2 separate regions of the Danio rerio genome follow, and region 1 is linked to region 2. The links are chromatin contacts, called in public Micro-C maps. All regions are on one chromosome and are shown on one strand. The core of a region is the stretch at or near the end of the contact, and the rest is flanking DNA. Distances in the headings are between cores, read along the strand shown.

Region 1 (6,891 bases), core at 152-2,651, 47 kb after region 2:
AAAAAATATATATATTTAATTTCATATGCCAAAATATATCTTAAAATGCTTTTCAGGGTCAATAAAACATATTTTCATTTATACAATAGAATGAATTATTGTAAATAAAATAGCTATACAAAGCTGTGATTTCAGTTCTGTTACAGTGGCAGTCGAGAAGATTGATGTTTTTCTTGTTTTAGACATTTCTTAAAATAATTTGACAAACAAATATATTTTAAATGCTTTCATATGAAGAGTTTAAATGCAATAAAAAAAGTGTCGTCTGAAATTCTAATCTAAAATAAGCATTTTTTATCAGGCTGTTTCTGTAAAAAGTACTCTTAGTGCAAAGAATAGGTTATTTTCATTGACTTTAAAGTAAAATAACTAAACATAAACATGGGAGACTGAGAAAATCACAAAATGTAAAGGAAAATTAAAGAAGTTTTTGCATTTGAACTATTTATTAAAAATATATATTTTCAAAAATATTCAGAAACATTTGCAATAGTCATGTTGTGAAAGCAGGTGTGTGTGTCTTTTCATTTGCACAGGCCCCGCCCTAATTACGCAGACAACGTGCCCTGGGATTGGCTGGAGTGACCCAGGGCGTCTTTTAAAAATGAAAAACTTTGACTTTTGTTTGTTGTTTATCCATCCGTGTTTTCCCCCATCTTGTTATTTTGTTTTTGGTTTGTTTGTTGTTATTGTAAATATTGTTCGCTGTATATACATGGTAGGAAGCAGTAGGGGTTGGATGCCACACTTTTCTTTTTTGTAAATATTTTTCCCTTTTTTATATACAGTCAGGCAGGTAGGAGTAGTTTTTGTATTTTCATTTGTTATTTTAGTATATTTAGCTTCATTTGGGTGTTTAGGTAGGGGATATGCTTTTGTTTATTATTTTTCAGTGGGTCCTCTCCGAGGTATTTGCCAAAAAGTTTTGGGTGTTTTAAAAAAATAATAAAATTGATTTTATTTGTCCAGTGCTCTTTTATGTTACAAACTTGACCCTAGACCAGGTAATGTAAATATATTTTAAATGTATATTTAAGCCAATTATCGGCACCTTTTTTATATTTTGGGACTTTCTAAAACTATATAAACACACATAGGTTTTGTTTATAAATATTCATTTGCATGGATAATAAAACATTATCTAGAACATAAGAAAGGCTTTAAATCTATAAAAAATCATGTACAACATGTCTTGATTGAGAGATTTATTGTCTGTAATCTGTTTGGGACTAAATGGAAAACAAAGACATGTATTTACAACCTTCACCAGGTTTCTGGTGTAGAGAGAAGGAAGTAGAATATCTTTGTCTATTTCTGTTCTAGTATTATCGTGATCACTCCCTTTGAAAGGTCTTCAGAAAGCCCCTTTTCTCCCACTCTCAAAGCCAGAACAATGGCTGCCTGTGGACAGACCCTCAGAGAGAATCCTTCAAACACAAAGAAACTCACACCCAGCTCTCAATGACATCAAATCAAGGCTATTTATAGTTCACTAGGGCCTACAGTGGATTGTAATGACACTGCTTGATGTGTCTCATTTGTTTCAGACATCCATATGGCATTTTTTTTTTGTTTGCCTTTTGGACTGTTTAGAAAAGCATTACGACCACTATTAAAAAAGATCACAGCATTCACAAAAACAATAAACAAACAAACAATGAATGAATGAATGAATTAATACATACATAAATAGATAAATAAATAAATTAATTAATTAATAAAAAAAGGCGTTTAAATTCAAAATGCAGTAAAAATAATATAAATTTGATATTTAAATATAAATATAAAATATTTAGAATTCACAAATAAAACATGTAAGTTTAAAATCAGGTTGTATTAGTTAATGTCAGTTAATGCATTAGTTAACATGTATTAACGATGAACAACATATTTACAAGATAATCTTTGGTAATGTTAACTAAACATATATTAATAATGTGTTAGTTATTGCTTTACTAAGAACTAAATCAACTCAAAAAATTTGCAATTATACATACAAAAAGTATGTAGATTTAAACAATTAAAAGAAATAAAATGTTAAACATGTATATATATAATACAATATTACAATATAATTTTAAGTGGATGACATTAATTAATAGCTTTCATAACTAATATTTCATATCACTTTAACGAAATAAGTAAGAAAAATATATAGATTGCAAATAAAAATAAACCAATGATAGTAATACTGCCTTAAGAAGTCCTTATTTTATTTTGTCAGCATCTGACATTCTCTGAGCCTATCTGCGTATCCCAGATGTTCTTTGTTAAGTAGAACTGCACACCCTTCAGGCTGTTCATAAACCTTCATGCATGCTGATAAAGTGACCGACCGTAGCTCCTGCTCCCTCTAGTGGACTAACACCCAGTCCATCCTCTCATTAGTATTCTACATGCTCATTTGCATCTCCTGCAAATAGCAAAACACATGGACTTACCATGATCCTCTCACGAACATATGAACAGTTCAGCTGCTTCAGACATACAAATTACACTAAAACAAATGCCTCTATATGCAAATGAGGACAGCTGGGCGTACAACATGATCAGATGTGAGTTTAGCATAATAAATAACTGCAAACTAAACCAGTGACTGGATTAAATACACAATATGCAGATAAAACACTGCGCATATTTATTCTGTCACCATCCAAGCTTGTTGGAAACAGGCCGGATCGCTTAAAACACGTTTAACCAAGGTCTAATGGTCTAAGCGTTTAATGACCGCATGAGATTAAGAGCCAATTAATTCAATCACAGAGCAAAGAATTGCCATTTCAGTTTCACTGGCTGGGATGGAGAGCGATTACATTGAAACTCATCAGCTTCACTCATTACGTGGCCCATAATACCAGATCTGAACTAAAAATGGCTTGTTTAATAGATATCTGTGGTGGCCCTAGACACTAATGAAACAAGCACAATCCTCAGCTTCATTATGTTCACGTTTTCAACGACACTTTATTAAAAGATATATGTATTTCTTAAATTAACATCTTGTATAGTCATGGTCAAAATATTCAAATGTTTTGTTAAATTAAATATTTAAAAAAGCATGTCAGCATTTACATAATTAAGAAAAAAATAATAAATACATAATCAATAAATATATGAATAAATGAAGAAAAATCAGGCAATAAAAAAGGAAATGTCTATTTCAAATAAAAACGATTTTAAAAGATTAAATAATTATACAGACTGTGTGCATTTTGTTTATAAAATATATATTCTTTGTCTTATCTATAATTATGATAATTCATATTTAATATAGGCATACATATCCTATTAAATCATTAGAAAAAAATGGTCAAAATTTTTTTTAGAATTAGAAAAAATAATTGCATTTAATAATTTATTTAAAATATAATTATTTTATACTGTATTTTTTTTATTGTCACCCTTGGTAAATGTGAGCAATGAATGCTGTGAAGATTAAGCTGCTTTGTTTATCCTTTATATTGTTCATATATATATATATATATATATATATATATATATATATATATATATATATATATATATATATATATATATATATATATACATATATAAATATATATATATATATATATATATATATATATATATATATATATATATATACACACACACACACAGACATATATATATATATATATATATATATATATATATATATATATATATATATATATATATATATATTTTTTTTTTTTTTTTAATTCACAAAAACCTTCATACTGCTTTGAAATCTAGTCGTTAATAAAAAAAGAAACATGAATAGAAATATTTTTTAAAGATATTTCATTTTGACCAAAATGTGGAAATTGGCAAAAAAAAAAAAAAAAAGACACAAGACACTTTGCCAATTTAAATTGTTTTATTTAAATAAAATAAAACAATTTTGTTTTTTTTTAACAATATATAAAAATATAAATAATACATATTTATTCCATAACCATCTTTGTTCATATTTACTAACGCTGCCAATAATTTTGACCATTGTTTGAATATTCAACCAATTCCATGCATCTTCAACAAAAAAAGGTCAGTAGAGATTTTTCTTTACTGTTAAAAACTTTAGTAATTCTTTGGATACAAATAAATAATATGATTTACAGAATTCTGTGATCCTCAATGCAATGCAAGAGTTACATTCAGGGCTGCGCAACAAATTTCCTTTCCTGATTCGCTCTTTTATACGTAGCTGATATTATGGTGGAGTTTAGTGCAATTTGTCACTTGTCAATCATTCTTCAGTCCTCCATTGGCCGCACTCATACATACTTCCTCTTTTTCTACAAATTCTCTGCACAACATTAAAAGCATAAGACTTTCTCAACTGTAAACAATCTGTGCTCACAGGAAGTTAATTTTAGTCAATCAGCTTCATCTACTTCTGCAAAAATGCTTCACTGGTATGCAAAACACATCATTCAACAGTAGAAGTTCAGTATCAATATCACTTTTAACCAATACAAATACAATTGTTTAATTAAAATAAAAAAAAGACAAAAAAAATAGAAAACCATATTCTTCTTTACAACACCATGACTGTGTACAATAACTATTTTCCTCTATTCCCCAACAAATTATTAATTCAAAGAGACAAAGGCTGAACACGCTTACAGTGCAAGTGGAAACAAACGATACTGTGCTGTTTCGGAGTTGTGATGTGACAGTTTCAACAAGTGCTCTCTTCATATCGAGATGAAACAGCGAAGCAGTGGTGGGTTCAACCTTTGCTTTAAACTGGCTGTTTGTTGTCAGCAAATTAAATAAATTCATATAAAGATGAAAGGTGAATAAATGTCAGCAGAGGCATGCTGGTTTGTGCTGTTAAGCTGTTGACAGCAGTGAAGTTGGGAGAGGTGAAAGTTAGCAATTCAATACAAAAAAGCTCCAAAGCAGACTCTTCAGAACTGTGGTGCTATATTAAAAATCCTAGTGGCTGGGGAAAACTCTACATCTTTTAAAGAAAATGGTGCTGCATTATTGTTCTGGGTGGTTTCTAAGGCAATGTTAGGTGGTTATATATTAAAAGCTATATAATATATGATATTACATAATGTCACATTTCTTTAAATGCAAAAATTATACTAATAAGGGTTGTCAAAAGTAGACTTTGGTACCAATTAAGACTTTTGGGAGCACAGTTTTTGAAATCATTAATTTCACAGTCATTTTTGAAATTTGTGCACATGTTGGCACATTCCATTACACTTTTTATGTAATATTCAAAATTGTGCATAAAAATATGTGATGAAATAAGTGGTGGAAAACATAACTTGTGCTAGCAGGATTTAAAAAAAAAAAATCTACATTTTTGACAACGGTAAAACATACGATAAAATGGGAATGTCTCATTTATCCACCTATAATGAGACTGATGAAATCGCTTCTAAATAACATTAACAGGTATAAACAGCACGCACGTGATCTCTCTCTGTTGTCTGTCTGTCTGCTTATCACTTCTGGTTTGTAGTGGAGGGACTAAATCTAGCACGTTGAAAATTTAGACAAATATTGTGCTGCAAAGAGCAAAACTACTTTGATCTTTAGCTCTGGTCGGATCACACAATTTTATCACGATTTCATAGACCTAGGCAATTTGTGAATGACAAATGGGTTTTGTGACACAAGATTCAATCATTTCTTCTTGTGTAATGTGGCATTGTTCACAACAACTTACAGTAACCATGTCAGCGACGCCTCACGACACCATCACAGAAAGTCTAGCATGTTTAATATTTTCCCCGTTCTTCACGACGGGTTCTGTCATGTGGTGACACTGGGCAGCCTGTCTTGCATATTCTAAAGTACTTGATTAAACTAAATAAATTGAAACTCACTGGCAAGGCTAGATTTTATTTTATTTACCAAACCAGTTTGTGCTTTGGCACTGAAGCATATAGCAGACTGGTTTTGAAGGCCTTTACCTCAGATGTTATTTGATTATTCTAGTTTATCTAATAGATAACTCAAGAAAAATATAAAAAAAAAAATTTTGCTCAACTGTGCAGGTGGATTATTTGTTTTACTTTGTGGAAAATAAGAATTATTTATGATAATAATAATTGTTGTATCACAAACCTCTGTCAACTTTTGCTATTTTTTAATATGTCATTATTTTGTCTATCTGATTTTTCCTCAGTGCTGATGTACTTTCATTTTCACTTGTGGCATGTTCAGGCGAAGAAGTGTTTAAAAAGCAACCCTGGCAGGAAAATATACATTTAGATTCAAAAGAAAATAGCTTAATATTAAAAAGGAAATATACGTTTGATCCTATCAATGTCGTAACTAATGCCCTTAAAAAAATGTAGCCTAGTTGTCAGCAAGCATCAGTGTTTATTGAGATTGAAATAAGATTAAAAAATCAGATAAGAAATATTGTTATAGCAACACTTGTTACTACTTTGGGAAATAATGCTAGTCGTAGAAGTCACGAGATGACAGATCCTGAAGGAACGTGTAGTCTAGCACATTTGTTACCCATGAGAAGTGATGATTTTATCAAGACATAATCTGACATAGTGACTTTTGTAACCGACCATAAAAATTGTGTGATCTAACCAAGGCTTTAGGCCTACCTTAGCATATGACCATGGAATAAATGGTAAAATCAATGGGTTGCTGAGCGATAAAGGATTTTTATTCATCAGAGAAGTGGTAGAAAGACAAAGGCACTTTATTCTGTTTAGTTTTAACATACTGTTTTGTGGATTTCCCATCCGCCAATAACCGTCCTCATCAGTGTCCTTTTCTGTGCACCACATGTGAGTTGCTATGATATCTACAAATGTTTGGGAGAAGTGCATTAACTTCAAACTGTGATTAAAACTGACTGGAACTACCTGTGTGTTTCAACGAAAATAATGCACACCCAATAGCCAATCAGAAACAAGA
Region 2 (6,966 bases), core at 184-2,683:
ACTATTACGTTTAGAAATGTGTTCTTCTCTCTGTAAACAGAAATTGGAGAAAAAATAAACATTTGGCTAATAATTTTGCCTTGTGTATAACTGTATATATATATATGTATATGTATATATATATATATATATATATATATATATATATATATATATATATAACTGTATAGTATATATTAGTGTTAGTGTTTAGTCAGGGGTTAATGGCACTGGGTTAGTAAATGTTTAGAGAGAAAGAGAGAACACTAACTAGCATACAGTGGCAAGTCATAGAGGCTCTTAATCCCCTGAAAGCTGCACAGATTATGACCTCACCGCTGGTGTTCAATCCATTGCCTGAATCCTCATGATTCAGAAAACACAGCACAGAATGCATGTAGTTATGCAGCACGAACAATGCAGAAAAATGTAGACAACACCACAAAGTAGGATATACTGCATAGACAATCCCTACTGTATGTATTAATGTAATTTCTTTCCTGCAAACATGAGTTGAGGGACTTTCTAGTACAGGTCTTTCCTTACTGCAAAAATTACACAAATACGCCTTAGGTTTGTGTTTTTTTTAAAGAGCATTAAACCATTTTCCACTAGCTTCCTCTACTGAGCTGGAAAAAAAGGAGAATGAGACCCCCTTGAGGCATCGCCGCATTTGCCTGCTCTGAAACACAAGGACCTTTTGCCTTATTAAAACTTATTGCTTTATACTGTTTTTATTTTATTTTGTTTGATTTTATTTTATTTTTTATAAGGTCCATATTTAATCAAACCAGAAAATTATTAATTAAGCAAACAAATAAATAAATAAATAAATAATAGTGATATTTTATATAACCCAGTTAAAATAGTAAATAAATAATTGTAAAAATGCAAATGTGAATATTATATGAAGAATACAATACATCAGTGGATGTCAGTGGCTACGCTTTTTGAACATTCTTTAAAATATCTTCCTTTCTGTCCAACAGAAATAATAAAGAAATTCAAAAAAGATTGGAGGATGAGTAAATGAATAATACAATTTCTTTGAGGTGTATAAAAATACAATGTGATGTAACGGGCTGAAATGGCCTTGTCCAGTGTTCTTTCCTGTCATGACCTCGGTGTGAACGCGATGGTGTCTCAGTGTTTGTGTTTTGATGAGCAGTGCTTAGTGTGTGACTGCACTTCCTCAGAGTTCAGATGTGTGTGTGTGTGCGTGAGTCACAGGGTCACAGATGGAGTTTTTTTTTTTTTGTATTCCTCAGCATCCGTCTGGCTCCCTTCTGCAGACCCAGGCAAGTGAACAGACACAACAATCTACTCTAGCACTACTGAACTCACTAAGCTACTCTGGAAATATGCAGTGGAAAGAGAATCGACATCTCTGGCTTGTCACATTTTATTACCTTGAATGCTGCGCTCACCTCTGTTTGAACCTGTAGGGGGAGCCAATGCTCAATCTACAAGGCTGATGACGACGTTGAGAAAGACATCCATTCATTTTCTCTGCCAATTTAGCTCTATAGAAAAAGATTGGTGGAACGCTAAATAATATATGCAAATATGACACCATTATGGCAAGCTGTTTTAACATTTATTCTATAAACCATACTAGCATCAAGTAGCAGTCATGTTTAAGACAGCTACTAGTACTCATTTAGAAGTTACTGATGTTCATTCTTTAAGTAGTAGTACTATTTAAAAGACAGTAATTAATAAATAGAGAGCAGTACTCATTGATCAGATATTAATATTTATTCATTAGATACTAGGGCCATTTTCATTGGATACTAGTGCTAATCTCACTAGTTATTAGTAGTATTCTTGTTACTATAACAAATGTAAAATTTGTATCCCTAAATTCGATATGGGAATAGTCACCAAGACATCAACTATTCAGTTTTGACTAGTACACATTCCAATAGAACATAAAATGCATATTTAAAATATTTTGGTAGCTATACACTAGATACAAGTACTTATTTTTATAGATATAATTAGATACTACACTCTAAAACCCAAAAAGTTAAGGTGACTCATACCATTTGAAGAAACCGATTGCAACAAACCGTTTAAATTCAAAAACTAATCCTAATTAGAACTGTGAACTTAATCCATTTGAGTAAACGAAGCAATTTGAGCACAGTAAAACCCAATAAATGAAGAGAACTCAAACCAACTGAGTACTGTAAAACCCAACATGTGAAGGCAACTCAAACCATTTGAGTAAAACCAGTTGTTACAAACCATTTGAGTTAAAAAACTAATCTATATGAGTACTGTGAACTTACTCCATTTAAGTTAAAGTAATAAGGTATTTAATTAAGTCATTACCTTTAACACAGTGTTCAAAACTCTTTTCAAATTAGTAAAATTAATTTTCTGTTAATTCTGAGTTAACTACACTCATTTCTTTTGATAGAGTTGACTGTTGGGTTTTAGAGTGTAGTTGTTATTTATTAGATACTCTTATACATAATAATAACATTAATATTTATTCATTATTCATCGGGGGTCACCACAGCGAAATGAACTGCCAACTTATCCAACACATGTTTTACACAGTGGATGCCCTTCCAGCTGCAACTCAGTACTGGGAACTATTGATTAAATACCACAGTTTTTATTTATTCTGTATTTTTACCTATTAAATGAATATTAATAATTACAAATTCAATAAATACTACTTTCCCAGAGATGGGTTGCGGCTGGAAGGGCATCCGCTGCATAAAAAACTTGCTGGATAAGTTGGCGGTTCATTCCGCTGTGACGATCCCGGATTAATAAAGAGACACAAAAAAACCTGTTACTTTAAATTTTTATTAAGGAAATTAACTATATTTCAGTGGTATTGCTACTTAGTAAGTAGGATTGGTCGATTTTGTGAAAAATCATAATCACAATCATTTTGTTCAAAACTGTAATCATGATTATTCAAAACGATATACAGTTAAAGTCAAAATTATGTGTACTTCTGTAAATGTTTTTTTTCTATTAATATTTCCCAATTTATATTTAACAGAGCAAGGAATTTTTCGCAGTATTTGCAATAATATTTTTTCTTCTGGAGAAAGTCTTATTTGTTTATTTTGGGTAAAATATTATATATACAGAATTTATAAAATATACAGAATGCGATCTCTTTCGCACTTTTAAAAATATGAATGATTCGAATGTACATCAATGAATGATGCGCATACTGTGCTGCAAAAGTTACATTACAGTACATGCTTAGAGTATTTTTCACGTGAAACTGAGCTTTGCAGAGCAACAAATACGTACAAATAGAAAGGGGGGCGGTATATGATACAACAACCGTTTATCTCGATTAATGTTTTTTCATAACCAGTAGAAGCCAAAATCAAAATTTAAACTGAATTTTGATAATTTGCACAGTATCTAATGAATAAATACTAGTTTCTATTACTATTCTATTCTTATTAATAGGTCCCAGTATCTAATAAATAAGTACAAGTGTTTACTGAATGTCCACTAGTCATATTCAAATCATAACTGGAATGCACACAACAGGCAAAACTTAATCGTCGATATCTTAATGACAGAATTCAAAATGTAAATTTGCTACAAGTGTAAATACAGAAAAGATATTGACATTAGACTAGTATGAATTTAAGCTACTAACATCACATTAATAAGTACTAGTATCTAATACATAATAGTTAGAAGTAGGGATGCACCAATATGGATTTTTTGGCCGATATTGATAACCAATAACTCTTAAAATTTGGAAGCCAATAGACGATATATTATAGCCGATAAATATAAATATTTCAAAATGTTATATTTTTATATAGTAAACAACTTTTTTTTAAAAAACTTTAAAAAGTTTGAACTGATCTTATGAACTGAATAGATTCTTCCTCAATGTGAAAACAGCAATAATTTCAAAATTGCAAGGTGATTTTATAAATATATTCATATTGTCACATAAATCAGCACGACAAAAATAAATTATTTAGTTTTCTTCGAATATCAAACTAACATGCAACTTGACTGTTGTGACTTGACATCGGACCGATAACGATAACATTAAACATAGCATATATCAACCGATAACAATATAGCCGCCAATATATTGTGCATCCCTAATTAGAATAATGAATAAGGAAGCACTGCAGAATAAGTATATAATGAATATATAGGCTACAAGTACTTAATGGAAACCATATATCTAAACGATAAGCACATTTATTGTAGTATGGTTTGTAGACTCTTTCATGTTAAAAGAGCTTGCCATAGACATTATAATATATAAAACATCAGAGGAGTGAACTGGGACACAGTCTTGTCATATCAGACTATTCCCTGAGATATTTCTCAAAAAGAGGCTGTAATGTATATGAACTTCACCGATCTTCAGAGATGAACTGCTGTGGCTTCACTCCTGCAGCCAATTAACAGCCAGGAGAGCATATACTCGACCGCGATTGGCTGAGGGAACTCCAGGGATCTCATTATAAGCTAGAAGTGGAACTCTTTTGGCAGAGCCTCTGACGGCAGTTTGATGAGCGACTCAAAAGTGCGTGAACACGGACAAGCAAAACTTCAGAGTTCCTCTTCCTCCACCAAAGTGACACAATGCTTCATATTGTAGACTGTTACATATACGTGGCAGATGCAAGTGAGGTAATCGATATAGATGATGTGAGAAACTAGTCTGAATGCAACTGACACTTCAGTGATGAAAACAACCTTAACTGTCAGTGTTACAGGCTGACTGCAAATCCTGCGTCAGACACCTCATTGACAATGAATGACACGTTCAAACAAAGGCCTGTTGGTATGATATTGTTTATGATTTTTTTGCTTTGCTGAATTGGAAGCTAAAAAAAGGAACATTCAAAGGAGGAACACAGTATTGTATTATGGTTATGATTAAATATTGATTTATAGTTAGAAAATATAATATTGGTAATATTGGAATATATGAAATAAGGTAATAAAACTACATTTTTTTTTCTGATATGCTGATCACATGTACCAATGTACTATATTGATCACAACAAAAATGTACTTCTTATTGCTTTGTAATTATTGTTTTTTTTTTCAAAAATAGGAATCCATGACAAAAGTTTGAATCAGGTTATAAACTGCAGAACAGTTAAAAACAAAACAAAACAGTACATACAGTTTTTATATTAATCATTAAGTTAAGTTTGTAGTATTTTGGGTTTTCTGTTATTTTTACCATAGCATTTAGGTTAGTCCAATTAAATTTACTATAATTTAACAAATAATTTATGTATATTGCATATTTTTGGTGAGATTTTGTAAAGTTTATGCATATTATTATGTAACAACTAAGCAAAATAGTAGTAAGAAAAGTTAAATAAAATTAAATTAAAATTAAACCAAACCAAAATAAAATAAAAGCAACTAAACTAATAAACAAACAAAAAACAAACAAACAAAAACAAAAAACAAACAAACAAACAAACAAACAAACAAACAAACAAACAAAAAACAAACAAACAAACATACAAATAAATAAATAAATAAATAAATAAATAAATAAATAAATAAATAAATAAATAAATAAATAAATTAATTAATTAATTAATTAATTCAATTAAATACATGATGCATAATTTGGGGGAGGTTTTGTATAGTATATGCATATTATTATGAATCAACTAAACAACATTATAGTAGTAAGAAGAATTAATAAAACAAAATAAAATTGCTGGAATTTAAACTCTTAAAAAATATTTTTAATGACAAGGATTATAAATGTATATATATATAAATAAATAAAATAAAGATGCATATTTTGGGGGACATTTTTGTATAGTATATGCATATTATTATGAAACAACAAAAAAAAATTATAGTAGTAAAAAGAGTTAGAAAAATCTAATAAAATAATAAAACAACTAAAAATCATAGTTTTTTTCTGTTGCTATATTGCTTATTTACTTTCGACTTTCAAAGTAGAAAAGTAATTATTTACTGATTTAAAGTTTACATTTGTGCAGTCTCATCAGAGGCAACTATTCTGTCATTGTTATGCTTTCCAGATGCAACCCAGAATGTGATGTCATGGTGATGATATTCCAGCAAGAGATGTGAGGCCTGCAGTTTGAAGCTTCCAGCAGATTTATGTATATGCTTCCTCAGAAATGTGGTCGGAAAAAGAGAAGCATTGCATACTACATAAACATGCTATATAACACATACTATATAAACATGCAAGACAGACAGACACTCACTCACATACATGATTACAGCAGGTCTCAATCAGTGGTCCGGTTTATAATACAGAACCAAAAGTAGAGCCGAACCCTCTGGGGACACAAGTTGAAAACTTGTACCTTAGTCAGTGCTTTAACAAAAAACTACTGAATTTACTTTCAAACTGCTTCATCTGCTTTTTTAGAGCTGTTTCACAAACAACAGAAAGAGTCAGAATTACGATGAAATCTATTTTAGTTTTTAATTCTTAAAATTAAACATAACAACATAATTGTATTTAAAACAAATAGCAGAACAGTGTTAATAACAAAAATAATAATTATGCTTTAATATTAGCATATTTTAAAATGTATAATAATAATAATAATAATAATCATAATAATCATAATTATGCATATACAGTTGAAGTCAGAAATATTAGCCCCCCCTGTGATTTTTTTCTTTTTTAAATATTACCTAAAGGATGTTTAACAGAGCAAGGAAATTTTCACAGTATGTCTGATAATATTTTATCTTCTGAATAAAGTCTTATTTGTTTTATTTAGGCTAGAATAAAAGCAGTTTTTAAGTTTTTAAAAACTATTTTAGGGACAAAATGATTAGCCCCTTTAAGCTAGAACAAACCATCATTATATAATAACTTACCTAATTGCCCTAACCTGTCTTGTTAATCTAATTAATCTAGTTAAGCCTTCAAATGTCACTTTAAGCTGTATAGAAGTGTCTTGAAAAACATGTAGTAAAATGTTATTTACTGTCATCATGACAAAG

What was found. Hi-C and Micro-C count contacts between places; a contact is called where the count stands out from the background.
Region 1: a contact with region 2 is called in a Micro-C map of caudal fin, with 7 times the contacts expected there. The contact joins two enhancer-like sites. A contact is called at or near these places in 4 of 18 Hi-C or Micro-C datasets (caudal fin, embryo and an unstated tissue).

What each region holds. Positions count from the first base shown.
Region 1 is chr11:28,934,245-28,941,135 of GRCz12tu, forward strand. The region is part of intron 2 of iqsec1b (IQ motif and Sec7 domain ArfGEF 1b); the gene reads right to left. Among named protein-coding and RNA genes, the nearest start is that of acad9, 140 kb to the left of the region's middle. Within about 2 kb of position 1,402, at least 16 of the 62 cell types and tissues checked have an H3K27ac peak or open chromatin away from gene starts, as enhancers often do.
Region 2 is chr11:28,887,503-28,894,468 of GRCz12tu, forward strand. The region is part of intron 2 of iqsec1b (IQ motif and Sec7 domain ArfGEF 1b); the gene reads right to left. Among named protein-coding and RNA genes, the nearest start is that of acad9, 89 kb to the left of the region's middle. Within about 2 kb of position 1,434, at least 19 of the 62 cell types and tissues checked have an H3K27ac peak or open chromatin away from gene starts, as enhancers often do.